Regions from separate parts of the Xenopus tropicalis genome. Here region 2 is linked to region 1. A link is a contact called in public Hi-C data. All regions are on one chromosome and are shown on one strand. Each heading gives the region's core, a stretch centred on a gene start, on an enhancer-like site or on the middle of the called end of the contact. The rest is flanking DNA. Distances are from core to core; before and after follow the strand shown. Region 1 has its middle 5.3 kb from the start of mir181a-2. Region 2 holds the start of nr6a1 (nuclear receptor subfamily 6 group A member 1).

Evidence for each region. Hi-C and Micro-C count contacts between places; a contact is called where the count stands out from the background.
Region 2: a contact with region 1 is called in a Hi-C map of neurula embryo, with 1.9 times the contacts expected there. The contact joins the promoter of nr6a1 here to the enhancer-like site in region 1. A contact is called at or near these places in 4 of 5 Hi-C or Micro-C datasets (brain, gastrula embryo, neurula embryo and 1 more).

The regions. Positions count from the first base shown.
Region 1 is chr8:28,642,242-28,648,309 of UCB_Xtro_10.0, reverse strand. It overlaps a transcript of nr6a1 not described here. Among named protein-coding and RNA genes, the nearest start is that of mir181a-2, 5.3 kb to the right of the region's middle. Within about 2 kb of position 3,464, at least 3 of the 11 cell types and tissues checked have an H3K27ac peak or open chromatin away from gene starts, as enhancers often do. A contact at or near this core is called in neurula embryo, where this site is marked.
Region 2 is chr8:28,701,262-28,707,513 of UCB_Xtro_10.0, reverse strand. nr6a1 (nuclear receptor subfamily 6 group A member 1) reads right to left here and starts at 1,989. Exons shown (of 9, transcript NM_001008004.1): 1 at 1,875-1,989. The coding sequence starts at 1,890.

The DNA.
Region 1 (6,068 bases), core at 2,215-4,714:
GGCCTTTAACAGCACACAGGGTCCCCACATCATGAATTTAATCACGCTCCAGAATTCCCATATATGCCTACGCACAAATGGAGTCTCTATCGGCACTGTCCATCTGTGCTTAGCGAAGATGAGAACATGGCTTTAGAAATTTTTAAAATTCTCTGTTCAGTGAATATTGAGGTCAATTAGGAACGCTGCTTGCGTTCTGTACCCTGAGCAGATTAGACAACCCTCCTCCCTTCCTTCCCCCCAGCACCGCCAATCTCTGCTGTACTGACCCACATTCCGCTAAAAATCTGCCTCCTCTTTGCTCTACCACTGCAACATGAATTCTCGCTACCACCATTTTTTTTCTTCTTTTACAAATTTTGAGCGGTTCATTTCAAGCTTTTTTCTCTTGTAATGGCGGCTGTATGGATTTTTTTTTACTCTAGTCCATATATGTGACTAGTCTTTTTCATAGTGTATATTTAATTATGTCAAATGCATGGTTTGTTTTCAAACTGTGCTACAATCTATGCTCCAGCATATTGCACGATCAGTAATAGCTGCTTGGCTTTGATAAAGAACGTTTATGCTACTGTTCCAAGACACTGCTATAACAGGTCTTAAATTCAAACATCATCCCTTTTAAATATTTCTATTTTTTTAATGGTTGTCTAAATAGGGTGGGGCAGTCAGATATTTCTTATTTAGAGTTGTTTTTATTGTCTCACTAAACTGTCCCATTTCTGTTATTCTACTAATTAAGCTTGCAATGGTTCAGAATTATGATATATAAATAATGGGTTTCAGAGGATCAAGGCTCTTTTATAAAGGTATAAGTGCTGCATTGAGAGAAAAAGTAAGTAGACTACCAAATGATGGTACCTGTTGTAGCAAAAGGTATGGAATCCCTTATCTGGAAACCAGTTATCCAGAAAGCTCATAATTAAGAAAATACCAAATATCATAGAGTCCATTTTAAGAAAATAATTCAGATTTTTAAAAAAAAAGATTTTTCTATATATAAATTTTAGCTGATGTAAGGTGTAGCAATCCATACCATGGAAAAACTCTTTATCTGAAAAATCCCAGGTCCCAAGAATTCCACATAATAGATCCTATATCTGTACTACCAAGATACCAGATGCTTATGATGATAAAGTGTATCTGAAGTAGTTTGTAAATGCTACCAAATACTTGTTTTGTAGCTACAGTTTCCCTGTAAAGGAAATGGCTACCCAAAAAACTCTCCTTGCCTAGTAAAGATAAGCATTAAACATAAATTGAAATATTTGAATGGTTTTAAAGTTATTGATAAATGTAATTGCTATTAAGAGCAGTATCTGTCCAGATGGTTCTGAATCCTGAAACAAGATAGGAGAAGCCAACGGATTAACTGGCCTGGAGGAGAACTGGTTTTCCGCTACATTGTTTCAAAAGTCAGAAGCAGAAGGGAGTGCATAGAACAGGAAAGTATAAGCAAATAATGGTCTTAGTTGCAATTACATTTACAAATAACTTTAAAACCAATTAATATATTTTAATAATATATATTGGATATTTGCTTAGAATTACATTTTATTTTATTATGGCTAAACAAATATTTCCTTAGTCATTTCGGTTTTGGAGTGGTTCCATGCATCCACTACTCTTACTGATCCGTATGAAAAGAGGACAGAAATATACAGTGACAGAATGACTCTTTTTAAACCTTCTGTCTATAAAATTAAATTCAACAGACAAAGCAAGAGAGTTGCCCCAGAGCTTAAATTCCAAAGCTTTCACAATTTAACTCCCCCCATCTCAAACGTTCACCCAGGAGGAAATCAAACTTCCTGCCATCTGCGTGCCTTAACCCTATGATCTCCGAAGGCTTTAAGACACATATGGTAGCTTTGCAGGTCTCCACTCTCGGCCTCATTCAGATGCCAAGGGAGCTGGGCTCTGTGCAGCATGCTTGGAATTTTTTAGCAGCTGTCCTAACCCTTATTTAAACATGGCTGCAATGCCTTTAAACATGTCTCACGTTGGAATGCTTTGGATTTCTGTGTTAAAAAGCCAACAATAACACAAGCAAGGGGACCATTTAATTTCATTATGACAATACACTTAGATATGAGGCAGCACATTTTCTCCTTTTGAACAGGAAATAATTAAGTAGAGCAGGGTTCCCTATTGAGCTGAGCTGCAGACTGTAAGGTGCTGCCACCCCATACTCTCAAAATAATGAAGAAATTATAAATGCGCATAGTCTCCAAAAAAAGTGGATCTTTGGCCAGTTTAGCCACACACAGGGCTGGGAAGTTTTAATTATTTGACCAATGACCATAACATAGGAGGCCCTGAATTCTGCACCCACAGACAGTCATGTTACTTGGACATTCAGATAACCACTTTTCCCCAGCAATTTCCATTTAACTGTGAATTTATTTTAAAAGAGAAATCGAATTACTGTAACACTGTCAATTGCCAACAAAATCTATACAACAGACATTGCAACTGCTGGGGGGCAGCAAAAGAAGTTCCAGTTTATCATTATGTTTATTTTTTAAAGTTTTTTTCCAAAGTTTAGGATGGACCCTAAAATAATGTTGCTTTTAGCTACACCACTTTATCCTACCTGTCATGCATAGATAGACAGATTTTATTGCAATGATTTATTTCACAACCAAGGCACCTAATTAGAAACTAAGCAGGTGATGAACAAGCATGCAATGCTGTCCTGATTTTTTCCCACTAAACAAGCAACCTATATTTAAATCAAATATATGGTAAAAAGTGTTTTATATAAGATTTATCATGCCATTGTTTCCCTGGGTACTCGAGGAAACTTTGGCCAACTTGCCCATATGTTTTACCACCAGCAATTCACTTTATTGCCAGTTGGAAAGCATTCACAGATAAGTTACCCACAGTAGCAAAGATTTATTGAAGGTGACTGATCTTCTAGTGTGCCAGCACCCTTACAAAGTATATATCAGCACAGCTTACAAAAAGGCATATATACTTGCCATGTTTCCTCTAAAATTATAAGTGAAGATGCCATATGGATTGCCCCAAGCTAACTAATTCTACGGAGATATAAGTTTAAGATTTTTCTTCTGTTTGTGGAAACTGTCCAGACAAAATGACTGCAGCCCCCATTATAAATGTGAATATTCAGGAAGATATGTTCTAAAAATTGGGAATAAAGGGTATTTCTAAATAGATGTGTTTTCCCTTTAAGGAAAAGGCAAACTAATATACTGCGCTCTGCATCTGTAGATGGAGGGCTGGAAGATATTTGGCACCACAGCCAACGTTTATTGTGGCAGAAAAGCAGTGATTGGAATTGACAGCTGGCTGGGATCTACAGTAGAGAAGCCCTGAGCTCTCTAGAGGGGGAGGTCAGGGCAGGAAGGAAAAAGCTATGCTAAGAGGAATAGGCAGCTTGCTAGCCATGCTCCTCTACACCACAGAGCTGATGAAAGCGATGGACCTCATCTGGTTGGAGGCTGTGCCATTAGGTGGGTCCCATGGGGAGGGGTGAGAATAGACCAAAGGAAAGGGCGCAGAGATGAGAGGGACAAAGAGAGAAGTGATGGGATAAGGGAATGCATCGCCATAGCAAGAGCGTTGGCAGTTGCAGCCACTGGGGGTAAGTAACATGTAGGGAAATGCTTTGGGCAAACACTGCTGAGAGTCAACAAAAAGAAGCGATTGTCTAGCTTGTCTAGTGCCGTGTATAGCGCTCTAAATTCTTACAAGAGCTGCGTATGTCTGGCTGCAGAAACCATTTATATAGGCGTCTAATTACAGCCCATTCCTAATTCTCTCTCTGCACGAGTCTAGGCTTTTGAACTAAACTTTAACTGAGAGTAATATGAGGGGAGGATTTGTTCCCCCCTTGCCTTGCCGCCTGCCTGCATTTGCTCAGCAACCATAAAATGAGGTCAGCACTTGCATGTATTTGGGGCCTGTTAAACTCCAGCGTTGCCTTAAGAATCCCTGGTCACCTCAGACGACACTGGCCCTGTGCCACTTCATACAGTGCTTTTATGAGTTTTCCATCGCTACGCTGTTTCCCTGTTGGCTTGCCTGAAACAGGCTTGTTCGTTTACATTAAGGGCAGTCACATTTAATTAGCTAGATTGTCCGTTTAAAAAAATAAGTAAATTAAAAAAAAAATAAGTGTTCTTTGTACTTTCCCAATCTGTAATCATTAAAGAATTAGGATAAAGTAACTTTGCCAGTTGATAGAACATATCCTTGAGGCTCTGACTTGCAAATGCATGGTGAATGGGTTAACACTTTTCTGGATAAATATAGAACTTTCCACTTTCATTCTACTGGTGTTACCCGCCAGAGCTAGCTGCTCAGACGTTCGCAGCAGGGTTCCCTGAATTACCGGCGCTGCAGAAGACCAGATACTAACATTTACTTGGATTAAATTGCCTAATGCTAATGGATACAGAGTATGTCGCTCACAACAGCGCACAATACTTAACAAATTAACAGTGCTGCCTTTGTGATCAACAGTTACACATCCAGCATGGGGTATGTTATCCAGAAACCCGTTATCCAGTAAGCTCTGAATAATGGGAAGGCCAGCTCCCATAGACTCCATTTAAACCAAACAATTCAAATTTCCTTATTCTTTTTAATAATAAAACAGTACCTTGTACTTGATCCCAACTAAGATATACTAAATCCTTGTTAGAGGAAAAACAATCCTATTGGATTTATTTAATGTTTAAATTATTTTTTTAGTAGACTTAAGTTCTGGAGATGCAAAATTCGGGAAAACCCCAGATCTTGAGCATTCTGGATAACAGGTGCCATTCCTGTATAAATATAAGATGTTTCTTGCTAGAAAGGTTATAAAGCTAATTATAAAGATAATTTGCAAGCTTACTTTTCTGTACAGCATTTTTGCGCTAGTCATAGGCTGTGTAGAGTTGGGGATTTTTTTGCAACGACGGGCTGCTATTCTGTGATTTTGCTTTCTAGGTTTTGCCTGGTGTAAGGACTAGCAGTCTATCTGTAACCATACACTGTGAGAGTTATGTTTCAGGGGTAGTTTGGGCCCAGACTGTGGGCATTACGCCAGAACACAGAGGGGTGGGTGGTGTACAAGATGAATGGGATGGGGGAGATACAGGCCATGCAGATATATACAGCGTTTTTTTTTATCGCTCAAACAGAACACAAATCTGGTCTTATTAATACAATTTAATTATACAGAGAGAAACATTGTGTGTCATTGTTCATGTTTTAAACTCTAATAAAGAATGATTCATTACTGGCTAGGTAAGGTATTAGGCAAGTTAGAGGGCTTCCTATGGACATCAAACATCAGGAGAAGGGCCCTGAGTTATAGCAATGTACACATACACTTCTGAGAACATGGCACACACAAAAGCATATATGAGTTTATATGTTCCACCCTGTGTCTGCATGGATTTCCTCCCAAAACATACAGACAGGTTAACTGGCTTCTGACTAAATTGACTATAGTACGTGTGAATGTGATAGGGACCTTTGTATAGGAGATTGTAAGCTTCTCTGGGGCAGGGGATAATGTGAATGATGAATAATCTCTGAAAAGCACTGCAGAAATGTGCCTTTTAAAAAAAAATGCATTGTGCATCACGCTGATCAGGCCCTGACTGACATTCTGTGGATTCTGGCAAATGCCATAGACCAGGGGTGGGCAAACTACGGCCCGCGGGCCACATCTTGCCCCTTGGCCTTTTTAATCCGGCCCGCCGACGACGCCAAGTCTCATCACGCGAGACTTGGTGTCATTGGCGTGCCGGAATTAAAGAGACGAAGGGGGCCGTAACGCTGGCCTGGCCCTGCCCACCCTGGCCCGGTCCGACCCGGGGGTGAGTAAATGTGGCCCGTGAGCCAAAAAGTTTGCCCACCCCTGCCATAGACAGTCACTATTTAGTGGGCTGGTGGGGGGGGGGGGGCTGTTTGGGCCTCTATGTACTTGAAATGCCAGGGTCTATTTTAAATCCCAGCCCAGGCCTAACACTGATATACACTGCATGCAACCCAACCGACAATGTGCTGCCCACATACATCTCAAGGGATAGGATGGGGCTGGT
Region 2 (6,252 bases), core at 740-3,239, 61 kb before region 1:
TACCCTCCATGGGAGAAGGATGAAAAATGTGCATGCATCTGTATGGCCATCTAAGGTGATAATTCCCATAAGACTAATTAAATACTAGGATTTTCATGGAGGCACCCAAAGCTTCCATCTGTTAAATGACCTTCAGATTATGCAAAAACATGGATGATTACAAAACCCTTAAAGGCCTGGCCATGTTGTTGGAAGGGTTGGGTTGGGGGGGGGGGGGATGTTAATGGTGGATTTTGAGTAGAAACTTTTTTCTCTGAAGCCTGGTTGAGTCCTGTGCCACCCATTTGCAGCCTTGGGAATGCCGTTTAGGCCCTGTGCTTCATGAAAGTAGAATTTGATTTTAAGAGGTTGGACCTATACAGTACCAAAGTTATTAATCATAGGTATTCCGTTTGCCTTGTGTGTAAATATCATGGCCATACAAGTCTGTTGTATTTTATACTGTCCTTGGGCAGCTCATTGACACTTGTCAGTCATCACTCATCTCATTCTCTGGCAGCCAATGTAGAACCAGTGGCCCACTGGATTAAGATACAAATCTCAATCTTCATCTGAGCAACATTACAGGTGTTACAGTTCGCCTCTTATAAACCAGTAGAATGCCTCATATTTTACCATATTAATCAGTAAATGCATCATTAATATAATGGCTATATTTGGAGTATGGTGGTGTTGGTGGGACATGGTTATCTTTGGCATTTGGGGATTATTATATCTACTGGAAATATATTATTATATAGAAATCAAACTTACTTTTGGAATTGCTTTGGGAGGGCTCTACTGGTTAGTACAGATATAGTATAATAATTATGAGAGGAAAGCAGTAAAGAAAGAGACATATTTGCTCCAAAGACTCAGTGTTAGGCCCACTGACACTAGACATTTAAACGCCTGCTGCTGTTATCTTTACCACTTGCACATTAATTATTAATATCTGATGAATAATGGGACAGGACACCTTGCACGTCCAGCAATGGGACAGTGGCGGTACATACAATAAGTGCAGGGTATTTCAATGGCTTTGGAAACAAACCAGTTCTTTGCATGGAAGCGCATAGCTTGCTAATAAGTAATGTGTAAATTGTGTTACACTTGCAACTGAAATTTGTGTTGACTTGTTATGTGTAAACAGAGCAAGGCAGGACTTGTATGTTGGATTTGTAATAGTTACACCAGCGTGGAAAGACTTGTCAGATGTAACTAAGGAGTCTCCTTAGCTATCTGCCCCATTACTTGTTCTATTACAAAAACAACCTTTTAATTTTGGGGACTGAATGTACACGTATATTTAGCCATTTTGTTTTTAAATTTGGAGGTTGTCAAACCTATTGCAGCCAAAACTGTTTCTAACTGAATTACCAATAAATGATGGCTTGTATCTAATTATATATATATATATAAAAACAAAATAATATCATTTTACAGTAAAAGCAAACAGATTGGGTAGCCTTTACAATTCTACAAAACAGAATGTATATAAAATACCCATATACCCGTATAAATGCAGACAAATGATTTAACGCTAAAGCAATATTATATGATCAGCAATTGATCCAGTTGCAAAAAAATAAGCCATGTAAATAGTTGTAATTAATGTATTTCAGGCCAAACCTGATATCATAATAGCTAATATTTTTGGGAGGGGGTTTATAATGACCAAATGAAATATAAAGGTTGGTATACAAGTATATGTTAGCACATGTACATAGTCTTTATAGTTGAAATGATGCACAGGGTATACTTGTGGGTATGTAGAAATTCTAATCCTGCTGATTTCTAGGTACAGTATCCAAGAAGCCCAAAGCAACCCCATCCAGTATTAGAGATGTGCAATGGTTGTATTGCCCCAGTGCAGATTAGAGTGGGTACTGTACCTTCCCATGTGTCCATCTCATGCCAGTGCGTGTGTGCTGGGGTGCAGCCATGGAGCTGGGCATGTTACCATGAACCCAGCAGCATCATGGGGACTCTCCTGTTGCTGTAATTGCCAGATCGGCTCTGAGGGCTGGGAGGGACAGAGACCCTCTCAGGTCAGTTTACGAGCTGGTCATGTGACTACAGTTCAAGCCCTAAGGTCAGCCCTGGTTTGGGAGGGGGGCGGTTTATTGCCCTCTGGTTATCAAAGTGGAACTGATCACCCTCATTCTCCCTGGATTACTGCAGTTCATGTTCAGGACCCTAAATAACCTTCCATGTAAAAATAAATACAAAATACACTTATGCCCTGATCGGTATGTAATCATTTGGTGCAATCTCTGGCTCTTGCTGTGCTCTTATCTCTGGGCACACTTTGGTATTCTCTGTGCTTTGTATTCATTAATATGTGACCCTGTGATTATTTCCCATAACCTATATATAATTCTCCATATATTCAGCTATGGATAGGGCCATATACATTAGTATATACAATAGATTCTCTGCATGCAGACACCTATTTGTTTACATTATTAAAAATGTAAGAGATTTTCTTACCAGTATCTCCCATTGCACATCCTAGCATTGTATTTCCCAGCGACCTCTGTCTTCCTGAGCATTCTGGGAGTTGCTACATGCTGCTATACCGTAATAGGACACCACAATAAGTTGATAATCAATGAAAATGCCAAGATATTGGCATTTATACATACAGAGCCTTAATATCATCTATTAGGGCTATTCCCGTGCATGCAATCCAGGAAGTGCCAACCTTAGGAGGGCTCTTGCTGCTCCCATTAGTATAATCAGTAGACATCATGCTGACCAGATAGGCAGCTTGGATACTTATGCTGATGAGCTGAGAGATAAGGAGCTTTGGGCATTTACATGGAAAGAGCTCTGCTGGGGGGCTGAGGAATGTACTAAGATCAAGAGCATTCTAAAGCCAAAGTGGTTCTAAAGCCAAAGCGGTTAAGTCCACCAAATTGTACATACTGTAGAATAATGTATATATACATTATGTAAAAAGTCAGAAATAAATACTGTACTTCTCTTCCCCATTGCAAGCACCACCAGGTATGGGTATTGCTTTGCCTACCTTGGAAAAGCCTATGGGGCCCCTACTACCATGTGATGGGCCCCAAGCCAGATACTGCTACATACAAAATCAGCAGTATCTATGTGCCTCTGGGTCTACAATGTGCAGTACAGAGTCCTGGCTGTCCCCCCCAGCACATGCATTTATGTATACACTCCTATACTGTTGTAGGGTTGCCTTTAACCCTTGCACCACTTTTTCTTCCTATATTTTTATTAACATTGGCATTAAGCAGCATTTTTACTGGCCAGTGGCAACCATATCTGGGAGTTCCCTGCCCTGTTCATGTTTCCCTGCCCCACATGCATTTATTTATTTTATTGTTTCTAATTCTGTCGCAAAATAAGGAATATTCAATTACAAATGTCACAGAAATCCTTTCAATGGTCTTTAATAGCCAGTTAGCCTCTTCCCTGGTAGCCAGGCCTGCTGTCCATTGTGACTGATTAGGGGGTGGGGCAGTGGCTCTAAAGGGGTTAATTCAAATACCCCTTCAGGCGACTGAGCTATGCAAATGGGACCCTTTAATGTAATGTCCTATTGTGCTGAAACAAGATGGACAGGAATTTGCGTATCTATAACAAATAGCAATTATGCAAATCGACCAATTGTTGTGTGTTTGTGTTTTGTGGCTTCAGCATGGAATCTGCTGCGGCTAGTGAGGCTGTGAGGTGGCCTTGAGATGGTACAGAAATAAAAAAAAACTTAACACCCTACAGAGGTTCCACATGAACTTCATAGGCAATTGGGGGCTGGCTGAATTCTTTCTTCAGTAGCAAATGTAACTCGCCAGTAGGAGCTGTGATATATGATAGTAAGACAAGATATTTCTGAACATATACAGACATATATATATGTGAAACTGCTGGTATTTTATTAGGCTACGGCTACTCCAATCTGATTCTCAGCCTGTGAATAAATGCAGGACGAGTATCAGCCCGTACGCTAACTCTCGGCCTGCGGATCTGCCAACCCCTGTACCTGCACCACTGGGTCTGCCTGGGTGCAGCCACACGGAGCAGATTTTCTTGCTGAAATACTCGCATGTTTTGTTGACAAAATCCGCCCTGTGAGTCTGCACCCAGGGCGACCCAGTGGCTCCAGATGCAGGTACAGGGGTAGGCTGATAGGGGTTGTAGAGACTTCTATTTATCTGCAGGTCGAGAATTAGCCTGGTGTGGTATTAGCCTTATTTTGCCAAATAAAGCACCACTATAATCTGCAGCGCTGTACAAATGGAGAAAATCTGAATACTGAAGACATATAAGTGGCATTCAGATACAGACTCATATAGAAGGTAGGTCCAAAGCACACTTGAGGGCCTATTTATCATGCTCTGTAAAATGATTTCCCTATATAGTGTAACTATTTCCCTAAATAGTGTAAAAAGCAGATAAAAATAAACTTATTGGCTTAGAGACACTAACGGAACAAGGACCATCCCATCCTCTCTGCATAATAATGCACTGACAGAGAACCTGATGGTGAATATAAGCATAGAAATGCAAAAATATGCTGTTTTGTGCGAGACTGGAGTTTACACTAGCTATAAGGTATGTATTTGATATTACAACACCTGATTGCTGTATTCAACGCCAATATTTTACACCAACTCAGACCTTGCGTATTACATTCAGTCAAGAGGGAAATAGCCACATGGCAAATAAGTTACATTGAACGTTGCTATGTAAAACACTGCTTACAAATTGGCGATGGATAAACACTTTTTTTACACAACATTTTCAAGTGGCTGCTGCCTTTTGCATTGGTTTTGTACATGATAGCCTAAAATCAATACACAACTTTATAAATACGCTGAATTTACACAGTGATTTATTACATGGTTCCATAAATATGTTCCCTAGTTTATTTTCTTCCTGTATTTCTTTAGAATGGTGCTATAACTTGGCCTACCATTTACTAGAATGGAATCCATTTGCAGCCAAAATGTAGCCATAAAATGTGCAATTTTATCCAAAATCTGTAAGTTTCCCCTGAATGTCATTCCTATAAATAACAGGCAGTGTGGTCATGTTCGACTGCTATCCAAAATTCTGTGTAAAATTTCCTAAGTCTGTAGAAAATAAGATAGGGTCTTATAGGGAGATGCCAAGCACACATGGCCACGGATACAAGTGTTCGAACAAAACCAAGAGCAGCTGTCTGTAAAGAACCCAAGTGAAGGGGTCAGGTGGCTTCCCAAGAGCATGGACTATTTTAGTCTCTATAGTGTTTGGTCTGACCAGTTCTATAATGCGTGAGATGACCAGTTGGAAGGACAGCTGCCATTCTTCCACCTTATGGATATTTCACAGCAGTGTAAAACATACATAGAAAAAAAATACATACAGCATTTGAAAACTAGATTTTACAACATTTTGGCTCCAGTATTGCAGCTATCAGGCCAATCGGGAAGAAGCGGGGCTCATTGGGCTCCAAGAGTTGATTCGGGGAAACCCGAGTTTCATTCCCATGACAGCTCCATGTGACCTCGGAATATTCAGGTTTCTTAGGGGGCTTCCCCCTTAGCCTAAACTGCTTGTGCAGTAGGTGAGATATGGCACAGTACAAAGCCAACATCCGTGCCACCAAGGGCAACATTAGTATGGTGCTTGGGTGATGTAAATCTTTGGTCAGGGCCTAGTCAGGAAGGTTGTATGTCTACATGGTAACAATATTTTTATTACAGATGAGCCAGTCATCATCATAATTAATTAAATTGCACCAGCAGTATTTGCACATATGACAACATTTTCCTTTGGAAGGCTGGAAGCCTGGGTTAGATTCTGACCAGTACTGAGTATGTAAGTTCTCCCTGTCCTTGCGTGCGTTTCTTTACACTGTCTACAACCATCCTGGGCCTTAATTAAACTGTCCATAGTTTGTGTGTAACCTATAATCTCTAGATTATAGTAACCTAAATAAGGACCCCTATGGATTGGACTGTACAAATAAAAAAATGCATTTCCAAAAAGCAACAGTTGTTGAATCAAGCCAATGATATTTTGTGCTAATTCCTATGAGACCTGGAAGTGAGAGATTTACAAGGCACAGCGAGCAGGTGTCACCAGTAAAAGGGTTAAAAAAAAGTGAAAAGCTTCTACTGTACCAGAGGACAGATAATTCCACCTCTAATGCATTTTTATCCTAATGCTCCTCATTCAGATGCACAGGCTCTTACTGTGCCTTTTTTGTAAGATGAAGCTTGGTGGGGGAGAGAAGCATGCCGCTTATGTGAA